Linked DNA regions of Mus musculus: region 1 is linked to region 2. The links are chromatin contacts, called in public HiChIP or PLAC-seq maps. All regions are on one chromosome and are shown on one strand. The core of a region is the stretch at or near the end of the contact, and the rest is flanking DNA. Distances in the headings are between cores, read along the strand shown. Region 1 overlaps Gm35048 (a long non-coding RNA gene). Region 2 overlaps Gm34992 (a long non-coding RNA gene).

The links. HiChIP or PLAC-seq counts read pairs in DNA pulled down with a chosen protein or histone mark.
Region 1: an H3K27ac HiChIP or PLAC-seq map of heart atrium shows a contact between it and region 2, with 7 read pairs. The contact joins two enhancer-like sites. A contact is called at or near these places in 2 of 484 Hi-C or Micro-C datasets (the G1E-ER4 cell line and liver) and 3 of 115 datasets of contacts at active chromatin or transcription factors (embryonic stem cells and heart atrium).

What each region holds. Positions count from the first base shown.
Region 1 is chr1:90,520,337-90,527,094 of GRCm38.p6, reverse strand. It overlaps Gm35048 (a long non-coding RNA gene), which reads right to left. Exons shown (of 3, transcript XR_878394.1): 3 at 6,681-6,747. Among named protein-coding and RNA genes, the nearest start is that of Gm35048, 17 kb to the right of the region's middle. Within about 2 kb of position 2,109, at least 16 of the 459 cell types and tissues checked have an H3K27ac peak or open chromatin away from gene starts, as enhancers often do. A contact at or near this core is called in embryonic stem cells and heart atrium, where this site is marked.
Region 2 is chr1:90,420,645-90,427,846 of GRCm38.p6, reverse strand. All of the region lies in intron 3 of Gm34992 (a long non-coding RNA gene), which reads right to left. Among named protein-coding and RNA genes, the nearest start is that of Gm28722, 80 kb to the left of the region's middle. Within about 2 kb of position 3,471, at least 32 of the 459 cell types and tissues checked have an H3K27ac peak or open chromatin away from gene starts, as enhancers often do. A contact at or near this core is called in embryonic stem cells and heart atrium, where this site is marked.

The DNA.
Region 1 (6,758 bases), core at 860-3,359, 100 kb before region 2:
GTTGAAAACAGCTAGATATTTGTGTGTACAAAGCTGTGTGGCGGTGCTAGGGGACAGTTACACACCACAGGCTGTGAAGGAGAGCCAGCATCATTTAAAGAAACAGGCAGCTGACTCCTGAAGGGGTGCTGCAAAATCATGTAAGACCCCGAAAGCAACCAGGTAAAGGTCAAGTGTGATGCCTGATAATTCTAACCTGTGACGGACAGGAAGTTTGATCGCCTGGGCAGAGTCTGGGCTGCTCTAGCCTCTCATCTGTCCCCAACCAGGAGGCAAGAAAGCCAGCGAGCTCCACTGTGGACGGAGGAGGAGGGAAGGTGCATGCTCTGCTAATCTCTTCTACAGGGAGGATTCAGACCATGGTAGCGACACTGGGAAGAAGCCCAAAGGACCTTCTGGTGTGTTTCTGGCGGCCATCTTTCTCAATCCTTGTTCCTAGAGAATGCTCTCCTGAGTGTTTACTTTGCATGAGGTGGAGCGTTCTTCCAGCTGCTCGGGCTGATAGAAAGGCTTTTACAGACCTTTCTGACGTCCCTTGACTCAATCTTCCCTGTACAAAATAAACCCCGGGGAGCTTATTACACTGAGATTCCTGGGCTCCAATCCAAACCGACCGAATCACAGTCTCCTTTGGTGGTCCCAATGCTCTTGAGTTAGGCACTCCTGAAGCCAACCATGCTTTCTATATGTAGGAGGAGGGGACTGATCTACCTATCACTCACCCACCCTTCCATCCCTTAGTCTATTAAATCTACCCAACCATTATCTTTCAAAAAATTGATTATTATAGTTATATGAGTACACTGTAGGTGCTTTTAGACACACCAGAAGAGCATCAGATCCTATTACAGATGGTTGTGAGCCACCATGTGGCTGCTGGGAATTGAACACAGGACCTTTGGAAGAGCAGTCAGTGCTCTTAACTGCTGAGCCATCTCTCCAGCCCCCTACCCAACCATTATTTATTAATTTACCCATCCACCCATCTATCTACTCTCTCACACATTCATATACCCATTCACTCATTAATCTAGGCTTTCATCATCCAATCATCCATCCATCCATCCATCCATCCATCCATCCATCCACCCACCCATCCATCCACACATCCATTCATCCACACATCTACCCAGTGATCTATCTATCCATTTATCCATCCAGTCATCCATCTATTCATGTATTCCCCTACCAACCTATCCACCCATTCATCCATTCTTCCATTCACCACCTACCCAAATACCTTCTCAATCATCTGTCTACCAATCTATATCTATTTTACCTCCCTATCTTTGCTTTTAGACACTCAAGCAAACAACCATTCATTTAGTCATTCAAATGCACTTTGAATATTACTATGTGTCAGGCTCAGACTAAAAATCAGGGCTTATATAGAGGGTTAAACAGAAGTACCTCCACTGTGAGAAATGTGGCTTGCTGTAAGGGAAGCTATGTGGTGTATTGGGAGTAATGAGTGTTATGGAAGCCGGAAGCAGAGACAGGTGCAGGAAGTGTGAAGAAGCTGCTAGAACTCCAACATCAGCATTTTGGAAAGTTCTGCAGGAAAAGTAACATTTGCCTTGAAGACTCATAAAAGTACAGAAGTGTAGGAAATATTAAAAAATGAACATGCCAACTCTCTACGGGGCTGGACCATACTCCTGTGCTCCTCCTAGCCCTCCAACTCTCCAGCCACGCCAGACCACAGGGCTCCTACCGGGCTCATACCACAGTCAGCCTTCTCAACACCAAATTACCTAGTAGAATTAAGATTTAAAGCTTAATTAACCAACCAGTATATCAATAATATCACAATTTACAAGATGCCCATATAATAATTTCAGAGCCAATTGATAATGATAAAATCTTTATCCCAATTATTCAAACCCCACACAACCAGCATGTCAGCCTCCATTCTTCTCTCCCTCTCCTCTGATACTCTCTCTGTCCCTGCAACTCTTAGCTCCACCTCCCTTTTCCCTGTCCAATCACGGGCCTCCTCTGCCCTAATGTAATTGGACAGGGAAAATCCTGCAACACAGAGGAGCCTGTATGAAGCTACCCTCACGGGAGAAAGTCCCCATTTGAGAACCCAGCAAGGATATGATGGTCCAGTGGTTGTTCTAAAAACAGAAAGCCAGTACAGTCCGGCTGGGGCAGCCAGAGAGAGAAAAGGAGTTCCTGACTAGGGTGGGGCTAAGCACTCTGTTTTCAACTATGGTTGAGATGGGAGGCTTTTGCAAGGATTGAGCCACACAGCCTGTGATCTAACTGGTTTTTACAGGATCACTCTGGCTGTCTGATTAGAGTGACCTTCTAGAAAGGAAGGGAGATGGATTGAGAAATCCCAGCTAGGAGGTAACTATAGCACTCCAGATGAAAGTCACTCCCAGGGCTGCCCCTGGAAAGGTTTTCTTACTCAGTCCTAGAGGGGGCCAGTGCACAGTCATGGCTGGAGCAAGGTGGCATCCTGGGCCTGCTGGGTGAGGGTATAAGAAGTGGGTTAGTTGGACGGTAGTGGGATTCTGGACCTTCCTTGAAGGTAGCACAGACTCACTGAAAAAGTCCCTTTCACACTGCAAGTTGGGGTCTCTTTCCTTGTTTTCCCCACACAATGACCTTCATTAGAGTTAGTACAGGCAGAACTTTTGCTTAGATTCCCAGGAACCAGAGAAGAGAACAAAACATTTCCCTAGTCTCAAAGCAAGTCCCCACTTCCCCAGAAAATGAACCCAGTATAAGGAGACAAGATGCCTATTAATAGCACATCATATTTATGCAATGACATGGTAGAGAATTTTTTTTTAGTGTTTTCTGAAAGGAAAACCACTTTGTCTTTGATGGATTTTCTGTTTTGCAGACATAATTAATCATCTTCTAGGAAATCAATTTCTCTAAGAGCAAAAATAATCTATGTTTTACCAACTGCAAATACCACTTCTATTTAAGATACGCTCTTCCTCCCTCGATTGTGCTTCTTGGCGCCAGCAGCAAGCACGCTGTCCGCATACTTGGCTAGCAGTGATCCACTGGGAAGTGTAGGGCTCTCAAAGAGTGGTGTAGACTTGAGATGCTTCTGCTTCGTGTAGAGGACTCTCCTGTCACAGAGGGGGCAAGTAAGTGGCAATATACACAGGGACAAGTGTCCTCTTAGCCTCTGACCAATAAACATTTCCTGAACGGCAATGTGGACACATCTGCAAGCAGTCTTCATTCACAGGCAGATGTGAATGTGGTAGCTCTGCCTGTGACCATTGAGTCTCCCTGTGTAATCATTCCAGGAGAGGGGCTGGGAGTCCAGGGAGTAGGGTAGAGAGGCCATCTCCATCTCCTGTTCTACAGCCTTGTTCTTGGAAGGTTTTGTAGTTGAAAAATGCACCTTCCTGTAATTTCTCCTGTGAGTTGCAGGTCTGTTTTCTGAGATTTAAACTAATGTTTTCCAAAGATGAAGATGCACCTCAAACTACTCCTGAGAATCTGCTTTTCTCTGCGTACAAGTGCATGTGTGCATGTGTGTATGTATGTCTCTGTGTGTGTGCATATGTGTGTGTGAGTATATGCCTGTGCATGTGTGTGCATAGATTCTTGTGTGTGTTATCCATAGGAGTACCTCTGGTGTCATTCCTTGGATATCATTCACCTTTCTTTCTTTCTTTCTTTCTTTTTTTTTTTTTTTTTGAGACAGGGTCTCTCGTTGAGCTAGGAGTCGGCTAAGCTGGTTGGTGGGTCTAAGGGATCCATCTGCCTCTGCATCCAAGTATCGATATAAGCACAGGCTAGGGCTTTTTTTTTTTCTTTGTATGTGAGTTTGTGAGTTCTGAGGTTTACACTCATGTCCTTGTGCTTGCAAGGCAGGCACTTTACAGAGTGATCCATTTTCCCAGGACATTCATGATTTGGAGTTCAGGTTTTTGTTTCGGGACCTCCATCCTTGTGAAGCCATTCATGTGTGTTTGCGGTGTCTGCCCTGGGTTTGTGGCTGGCACGTAGGTGAGGCATGTTTGAGTTTTGCCTCATTCCTGCCATGGCCTTTCATATCTCGGGTCATGCTTGGAGAAGCCCTGCCCTTTGCAGACGCCCCAGGAGCTAGCACTTTGTCACTTAGCTTACCTCCCCCTCACTGCCTGCCCCCCATTCCTCCCCAGATCTGCAGACTCTCCTAGAAGACAAAACCCAGAGTCCTGAATTCAGCCTGGCTCTGGAAGAAATCTCAGGAGAGAGTGACTTGATTTTAAAAGTTTAGCTATCGTTGTCATTTTTTTTTTTTTTTTTTTTTTTGGCCAGGCCTGATCTTTTTACAAATGTGCTTTTAATTAAGCATCACTTCGCTTATCATTTCTGTTTCCAGTCTCTGAGCCAAGTCTCCCCCTCAATCTCCTTCAGCTTCTTGCATTATTAGCACATGGCTGCTGGAGCTTTGGGGGCACCATGGCGATCGCCTTCCTCTGTGCACCATGGCTGCTTCTCCAAAGATCAGGTTCTGAGGAGGAGAGAGTACGTGGTCACCCTGGGTCATGAGTACAGTCTTGCTGCCCTGCACATAGTTTTGAGATGATGAAGGTCTGGAAGGCTCCATCCTGAATGGAGTTCAGAATGATGCCTCCTGGGTGCGGAGTGTTCCACACAGAGAGAGGGTCATGCTCTCCGTTCCAAAGGACACAGCTGGGGATAGTTTGGGTCATGGAGAAGAGCTACTGTCCCAGAGCGAGAGTGGAGAACAGATGTCTCATCTCTAGAATTAAAAAGAAACAAACACCCATGGAAACCCAGAGGGAGGTGACGGGCAGTTCGGTTGTGTAACATACCACCTGATTGTACGAAAAGTCCTTTCAAAACTGAAAAGAATGGTGTCGGGTGTGTCTTCACTGCTTTAAGCTGGGTGACATTTCTCTATTGAAAGAAAAGCCCAAGCATATTTTTAAGGAGAGCCAGTTTAAACACACCTGCTTAATAAAATGCCCAAGTGCCCTTTCTAAGCCTTCCTTGGGTGAGGCCTGAGCCTGGCTTTTCTGCAGATGGAAGTATTGAACCTTATGGTGGATTATAAAGACCCTTACCCCTTTGGATGGCTATTGACACCCTGACCACAATCCCATGAGTAAGAGACACAGGCAGGGTTTGGCAATCCAGCTTGAACAAGCCTGTCACTCACCACTGTTACCTCTAGCATGGGGGTTTACAAAAGTTCAGTTATAAGGCATCTCAGAGAGTAAAATGGAGGTTGTCGTGTTATGGGACAACTGAGTCATACCCTTGAGCCTGTAGGCAGCTCAGTGGTTTAGAACACACTTTGGCAGGTGGACACCAAAGACACATTTCCTTGCAGAAGGGTTGGCTCCTATATTTCTTCATTCATTTATTTATATGTATGTTTGTGTATATATGTTTGGATGGGAAGGATATGTGCACACATATGTACGTGGAAGTCAGAATTCATCCTTGAGTGTTGTTTCTTGGGAGCTGGATATATTGGTTTTGTTGGTTTGTTGGGGTGTGTGTGTGCCTGTGTGAGTGTGTGTGTATGTATGTGTACGTGTGTGTGTGTGTGTGTGTGTGTGTGTGTGTGTGTGTCTATAGGCCAGAGGTCAACAAACCCCAGAAATTCCCCTGTCTTTATCTCCAAGAGCACATGTAACCACAATCAACATTTTTTTTCAAGCTCAGGTCCTCAAGCTTGCCCAACCAGCACTTTTAACCATGGCACCATCTGTCAGCCACACCCTACCTTGGATTTTGAACCGGAGCTTCTCACTGGGACTCCTGCTCGCTTCAACAACGAAGCTAAGCTGGCTGGCCACAGAGTCCTAGGGAGCCTCCTACCTGTGCCTCCCTCCTGCTGGGATTACAAGTAACTGCCTCCTCGCCCAGCTTTTCCCATGGATGGTTCAGAGGAAAGCAGGTCCTCACAATTATCCTGGAAGCACTATCCCAACTGAGGCATCACCCCAGCTCCTCCTGTGAGTTACATGTGATGAAGCTTTAAGCATCCAGCTACTGCCCAGGGTCATAGAACACCAGTTTCTGGCTGGGGAACTCAGGCTTCTTATGTGGAAGAGCCTTGGGGCCACTCAAGGCCCAGAGCAATTGAGCACCGAAGCAGGTTTGGCCTCCTTACAGCCCAGAGTCTGCTTCTGTATTCCCAGGATCCTTGGGACCCTTTAGGATGAGATGCTTTTGACACAGGCGTTTGGAAAAGTGTATCATTTCTGTGTCTGGGGCGGAGACAGCAGGGGAATGCCAGGCTGCTGGCCACTCGGTGTCCATTGAGTGACCTAGCCTCTCAGCTCTGCAGCCTCAGCAGTATGGAGATGAGAGCACTTCTTACTTGTCAGTCTTCTTGGGACCCATCACTGTGGATGGCCCCTGCTCTGTCCTGACCCGGCACTGCCACTTGTGCATGGGGTCTCCCGCCCAGCCTACTGAGGTATTCTTAAACTTCATTCCAGAGAGAGAGAGTTGCAGCAGGACACTGCTTCCCCCACTAGGACAGGATCAGAGACCCAGCAAAACTTTTCCACGGGAGTGGCAAGCTTACCGGGGTGGAGGTGGGGAATTCTCACTTCTCACCTTCCTCGAACTACAGAAAGTCATCTTTTCTCTCATCAGCCTCCACTCCTGCTTTCCGTAGGGACCATGATGGAAATAAACAGCGAGGGTGTGTTGTCTAGCTTTGGTTGTCTTGTCTCTAAGATGGAGGAGTGTTCTTTGCAGCTGCTCCTGTGGCTTCTTTCATCCTAGTGGTCAGGTAGCCTGTGCACAGA
Region 2 (7,202 bases), core at 2,222-4,721:
GTGAGACGAGAAACCAATGAGAGGCAGAGTTGTAAAGATGAGAACAGACAACAATCTAGGGAGTTCAAGGAGCCATTAATGGAACCTGTGGGTTTTCCTCCGTTTCCCTCTGCCCCCAGAATGGTTAGGCATATGGAAGTCATTCGGGGACTTTTTAAAATGAATCTGACTTTGGTGATCCAACGCTCATCCAGGCCCCTCCCCGTCTTATGCAGTGGCCTGGATGGATGAAGGAAGGTCCCGGTTCTGAAAGCACATCAGCACAGAACCCATCGGGAGCAGCTGGCCCAGCCTTCGGACACACCTTATTAACGGCAACCATTTATCACACTTCTGTCTGCCAGATTTTGTGCTAAGCCCTGGGGCATTTTACATTTTCTCAACATTCCTTCATGCTAGGCACCTTCTTGATTCGTGTTTCACAAATTAGAACAGGGGTCCACGAACTACTCTTCGCAGGCCAAAGCCCACTGTCACTTGTCTGTGTAAATATTTGGGGAGCTCAGAGATGCTCATGTGTGTGTGCACACTGTCTCTGGCTGCCTCCAGGGACAGGGACTGAGTGAGTGGTCACTGGGACTAGAGATGCTAGACCCTGATTCTGAGCAAATGGGCAGGCTGAGCCATGTGGAACCAGCAAGCTGGGTGTACCCTAGATCTGGCCTGCCTTTAGGCTCGCCTGCTATTATGCTGAATGGGACCTTGAGGTGGTCCTTCTCTGCTTTCCTTTCAGCACAGAGGGGATAGCTTAGGGAAGCTGCAATGTGAGGTCTTTAGAAGTGCCCAGCTTGGTTTGAGGGCTAGCAAGAGAGGATGGAACTTTGTTCCCAGGAACGTGGCTGGAGGCCCTAGGGAACAGCTAATTACGGACTTGGGATTGTGTGTGCTTGACTTGTGTCATCTATGCAAAAAAAAAAAAAAAAAAAAAAAAAGAAAAAAAAAGAAAAAGAAAAAAAGAAAGAAACTGGCTCTCTTGCTTCTCCAGTTTAAACTCTTAGGACCTCACAAGGAGGAAAGCCCAGCCAGAGAGAGAACAAAAGGGATTGAGGGAGAGGGAGGGCAGACAGATATTCTGCCTGATACGTGGGTGCTACTCAGTCTGTCTGTCTGTCTGTCTGTCTGTCAGAAACCTGTCCCCATGGTCTCCAGCTGGCCTACAAGTCTGCAGAGTTGAATTCCTGTGCTCTGGGGGCTGCATTTGGTTTCTCTTCTTTCCCGGTGGGCATTTTCCAGTATGGATAAAACCCCATTCTCTCAGCGAGGCTCTTTAAAAACCTACGTTTTTTTTTAAGCTGGAGGTGGTGACATACAACTTCAATGCCAGCACTCGGGAGGTAGAGGCAAGCAAAGGTCTGAGTTTGAGACCAGCCTGGTCTACACAGCAAGCTCTGGGCCAGCCTGGTCTACACAGCAAGCTCTGGGCCAGCCAAGACTACATAGTGAGATCCAGTCTCAATAAAAAGCAACAAATATTCTATCTTGTGGTTGGAACCAGCAGGCCTAAATGCAGACAGACCAAAGTGCAGAGCAGACAGGAGGAGGTGCTCGGAGAAGATGAAGCCATGGCTCACCCTGAGCTCTGACCCTCAGGGAGATGCTGACTGGACAAAGGCTTTGGAAATGTGTGCAGAAGGCCGAGCCATTGTAGCTCCCAACAAAACCTACCTTTTGGGCAGATCTGACTTTAAGAACCTAGTGGCTGAAATCTACCCTCAGAGCCCTAACCCCATCTCTTATCCTCCCTGAGGCTTGATCTGTCTATCACATGGACCTCAGGGTAGTCAAGAATCAAGAAAACAAAATTGTCAGTCTGGGTCCTGCTCCGGGGAGGATGTTAAACTCGGGCTGTTCCTACCCCACCCTGGGGGACCAGAGCAGTGTGTAGATGCCTGGGTGCGTCCCTCTCTGGTCCTGTCCTTCCTCTTCCTTTAGCCTGAGGGTTCTGATCTCCAGAGGTCCTGGTCCATCCTAGGGAAGGGAAAGAGGTCACTTGAAATGTCAGCTGCACTTCAGGAGTGTGACAGAGTGCAACCTAGACACGGAGGGTTGGGGGATGGGATAGAGATGAGACTCATGGACCTGACATGACACGACCCACCTCAGTTTCTTGGGAGTTTATGACAGTCCACATGGGTAGTTTGCATGTGAAATATTCACCACGAGGGCTGCTGTTCCAAGAGGTTATGGAACTATATTTGGAGGCTCACACACACTTGTAACGCCAGCTTTAAGAGATCTAAAGCCCCATTTTAACCTTCATGGGTGTTGGCTTACAGGTGATTCCACTAGGCTCCTCCCAGGGACCTAGCAATGGCTTACATCATCATCTGCTGCCACTACCTGCCACTGACAGGTATGGGCACCATAGAAAATGATAGCTCACCACCCCAGCTAGCTCTCTGTATTCCCACACGTTCCAGGCAGGAGGTCTCTGTCTCTCTCTGTCTCTGTCTCTGTCTCTGTATCTCTCTCTGTCTCTCTGTCTCTGTCTCTCCCCGCCCCCCCTCATGGCTCTACTCCCCATCTGTCCACCTCTGCCTCTTTTCCAGGCCCTCACTCCTCTCCCTTCCACCAAAGAAACCCTCTTTATACCAGATCTGCTGCACATAGCATGGTTTCTCAGGAAGATACCTTGGCATGGGCCTGCTAGGCACCTCCTCATTATAATGCATAACAATGGTCACCAGCGCGCGCGCGCACACACACACACACACACACACACACACACACACACACACATACTCGCATATGCACACACATACACACCACATAATACACCCCCCCACACGCATGAAAATAATAGATCTTTTTTTAAAAAATAGGATCATTGATATAGTTTAGCTATTAAAGTGCTTGCTGCCAAGCCTGACCACCTGAGTTCAGTCCCCATAACCTATATCTGCATCTGCACACACATCTCTGGGAATGTGTGCATGTGCACATATAATCAATCAGTCAATTCATCAATGAAAAGAATGTTAACTAAAAATGACTATGCAATCTCAAGAGCATGGCGCTCATGTCTGCTCCTCTCCATCGGGAGCCTGGGGATGGGAACTAGTTAAGTCTCATGAGACCTGAGGTACTCTTTTCCGCGCAATGTTTCCATGACCTCACTCCCTTGCACTAGGCTCCACCTCTTAAAGGTCCCACCTCAAGCCAAAAACCTCCGGGGGAGACAAACCAGACAGAAGAAATAATAAACAGAGCTTACACAGTAGCCTGAGGGCTCAATTATCTACTCACTGGTGGTATGTGCAAGGCACCTGCTGCCCCAGTCACTGTGGCCCCTTTCCTTTCAAACACAGCAGAAGGTGTGGCTACTGTGGATGCCACAGAAGAGAATGGGGAGGCCACCAACTGGGAGCAATGGGGCCACTTCCAAAGGGCCACGCCTACATTCAGGGTTAAGGGTCTGGGTAGCCAGCTAAGAAGTCACAAGGAAACATAGATTCCCAAACACAGATGATTCCCATGGAAAAGAAGGGAGAGGCTGGAGCCTCTGCGCACGCTTGGCTGCTGGCTCCTCCCAGACTGTGCCCCGGCTGATTTTCCTGCTCCATTACCTCCTTTGACCTTCTCCCAGAGACTTTGGCAGCCCTGCTTGGTGGCTCTTAAGTGCAACCTTCCGTGACCTCTGTGTCACTTGAGATGTCACCATGGAGATTGCAGGACCTCCCTGGAGTTGACCTTTCCAATTCTTTCTCTGGTTTCCAGACCAGGGGCACCACCCCCAACACACATCCTCCTTCTACGGGATGTGGCCCGTAAGACGATGCGACTCTGGGGATGGGTGTCTCGGGGTGAGTTGTCTTGCTGACACGGTGAAAGTGACATCCTGACTCACGTATTGTCAGCTCCAGCAGACTTCAAGTTTAATTCCATGTAACTGAGGCTGGGGCAGACAACTGAAAACAGACAAATAGCAAGGCTGTTTCTTTCCTAAGTTTCTGTCAGCAAGTCCTCCCCAGGCCTGGTTGCTATTGTCATTTGCTTAGGCATTGACAGTATATCATAAATATGTATACATATCATATACATATATACATATAACACACAGGTGTACACACACAAACACATATTTTATTTTGTCTTCTAGAGAAATATTTCTCTGAATTCACCCTCAGTTGTTCGGCATAGTCATGGGCCCTGACGGTGGCATTTGCCTTATAAAAGCAGTGTCATTCAGCCAAGTGACAGTGACTGGGATGAGAACCAGGGAATACACACTTCTATTGATCCCTCGCCCTCTGACTTCTGAGTGCTCCTTCTACCCTATCCCTGCAAAAGCCCTCCTTCTACCTTGGGTCACGCTGTGTGTCGTTCATGCTTTTATTTTCTATTTTTGGATGCATTGCTATCTTGAGGGTCTTGTAGGGCAGAAGCTGCCCCTCCCAGGATTAGTTCAGTCCTAGAGACCGAGGACCTTGCAGATGTGCTCAGCATGTCCCGAAATGCACTCAAAATGGATCCCGAGTCTACCACCTAGCCACCACCTTCATCTACATCTTAGACACCACGACAGTATTGTCGTCCCCTCAAGCACCTCACAGAAGCAGAAGCAGAAGGAGTACACCAATTCCTTCTGGTGGCCCATTTTTTCTGTTTGCTTCCCCAATGAGTTATGTGACCCTGTGTGATGTGGCTGTCCTCTTACTCTTAGGAGGCGTAACAGACTGTTCACCCAAGAAAGAGTCTGTGTCATCTCCCTACCCCTGAAACATTCAATGTCTGACATGTTTCCCAGTTCAAGCCTGGTCCACTCCCAACACCAAGTAGGGGGAGGTGTAGAGATGTTTCAGAGCCTCTGCTGCAGCCCATTGTAGGGGGCTAGGTCAACAGCCATTGAGTTGTGAGAAGTGACCAAGGCAAGCCATTCCCAGCCATGCCAGGTGGTCAGCCCTGAGAAGCAGCTGTGACAAACCCTGGTGCTCCCCTGTCTCCAGTGTTGACTTCTCTTTCCTGCTAGTTCCTCACTGTCCCTTCCAGATGGAATAAAGCCACCTATCTGAGGCTCACAGCCATGGATTGTGTGTGCCTACTACCAGGGACATTTATGTGGCCCAAACACACAATTTCCAGGTCTTGCTTGCTTCCATGTGCCTGGACTGGACCTGCATTTCACACGCCGGTTGGTCTCAGCATGTTTTAAGGGTAAGACATGCACTTGGAAGTCCCCTTGCCAGACTGATTTCGGGGGTGGTGACAGGTGTCACCTCACCAGTATTAGTTCCCTATTATCTGCACTTCTGGTTGCTGCATCCTTCTCCGCTGCAGGGTGGGATCCAGGGATGGCTGTCCAGCTGCATTTCCATCCATCCAGTGCCCCAGCACAATATGCATGGCTTGTGGTACCAGAGCTGGCCTTTAGCAAACACTGTTTCTTAAGTCCTTCCTCTCCACGTCTGTGGCATTCTGCAGCCCTCAGAGGTCAGGCACAATGTGAGCTAGTTGTCTTCTTCCACACCCAGCCTCTCATTCTGCACATCTCTGTGCGAGCATCCTACCACTGAGGAAAGTCTATGAGAGGAAAGAAAACCTGTCCTGGCAGCTCTGTAGAAGACCAATGTGGAGAGCCTCTGCTCCTGATTGGATACTGTGAACTTCTGGCCAATCAACAACCGCCGCAGACTTGTGCCTACTTGGAGCCCTGTACATTTGTAATAAGCATGTGTCTGCTGCTGGGCCCAGAGCCAGGCCTATCTATGCTGAGCTGGGGGGTAGACTGCCTTGGGGAGGAAACATACACTCACTGGAAGACTGTTCTGCTCCACAATGGCGGGCTGGCACTACAGTGTGATGGTTCTTCTAAAGCAGGGATGAGAAGAGGTGTGGTGACCCTGCAGTGAAGTCCACCCTTGGGAAGTCCGTGACTGGGAGCAGTATCCAGCACAGGTATGTATTCTTACTGAGTGAGCACAGGGCCCACAGAGTCAGCCTACAGGAATCCAGGCTACCCAGATGTACTGGCTGGTTTTGTGTGTCAACTTGACACACGCTAGAGTTATCACAGAGAAAGGAGCCTCTCTTGTAGGGCCTGAAGAAGATCAGGTCCCAGAGACCTAGCATCTCCAAATGTCAAATCTCAAAACTGCTTTGGGTAATGAACCACCTGCATAACACCCAAGCTCACATTCCACATCTGTGTTTCTCCCTGCCATTTCCCTCTGTTCCACTCTCCCATCCTCCCCAGTCTCTTGATCCCAGAATACCTCCTTGCATTTCATTCAGAAAGTAACTGTACTGGCTGGTTTTGTGTGTCAACTTGACACAAGCTGGGGTTATCGCAGAGAAGGGACCCTCAATTGAGGAAATGCCTCCATGAGATTCAGCTGTAAGGCATTTTCTCAATTAGTGATGGATGAGGGAGGGCCCATTGTGGGTGGTGCCATCCCTGGGTTGGTAGTCCTGGGTTCTATAAGAAAGCAAGCTGAGCAAGCCAGGGGAAGCAAGCCAGTAAGCAGCACCCCTCCGTGGCCTCTGTGTCAGCTCCTGCCTCCAGGTTCCTGCCATGTGAGTTCCTATCCTGACTTCCTTTGGTGATGAACAGCAGTGTGGAAGTGTAAGCTGAATAAACCCTTTCCTCCCCACCTTGCTTCTTGGTCCTGATGTTTGTGCAGGAACACAAACCCTGACTAAGTCACCAGGTAAGTCAGACTCTCAGGTGCCGGGAGAGACTTCCAGGGCAAGTGTGACTCAGGTGTTCCTCAAGCTCAAATTAAATCTAAACAGGCCATCCTGACTTCAGCAGCAGCCCTGGAAGAGAGCCGTGCAGGTTCCAGCCACTGACCTCCCCAAGAGGTCAGATGCAAACGCCCAAGCTCAGAGGAAGGGAAGCAGGGCAGGAAGCCAGTCAGGGAATAGGACTCAGGTAAGTGCAGGTCTGGCACAAGAGAGACGGGACTAGGACAAACTGTCTGGAACAACAGGAAAGTCAGTCACCCTCACAGGCTACAGTCAGGCTTCGTGCTCAGGCCTGATGTGTGTCGATGAATAGGAAAGAAAGGGAACTCCTGGGGTCGCTGAGAAGATGTGGACAAAGCCTCGGAAGGAGAAATACTGGGCAGACCTTCCCTCTGGGTGTGACTGCTGTGATTCTGGCCTGTACTCTGGCTTTTGGGGACACAGAGTCTCACCCTGCCGTCTGCCTTGTCCCCTTTAGACCTTTCTCCCGCTCATCACTATAGCATGAAAATATTTTC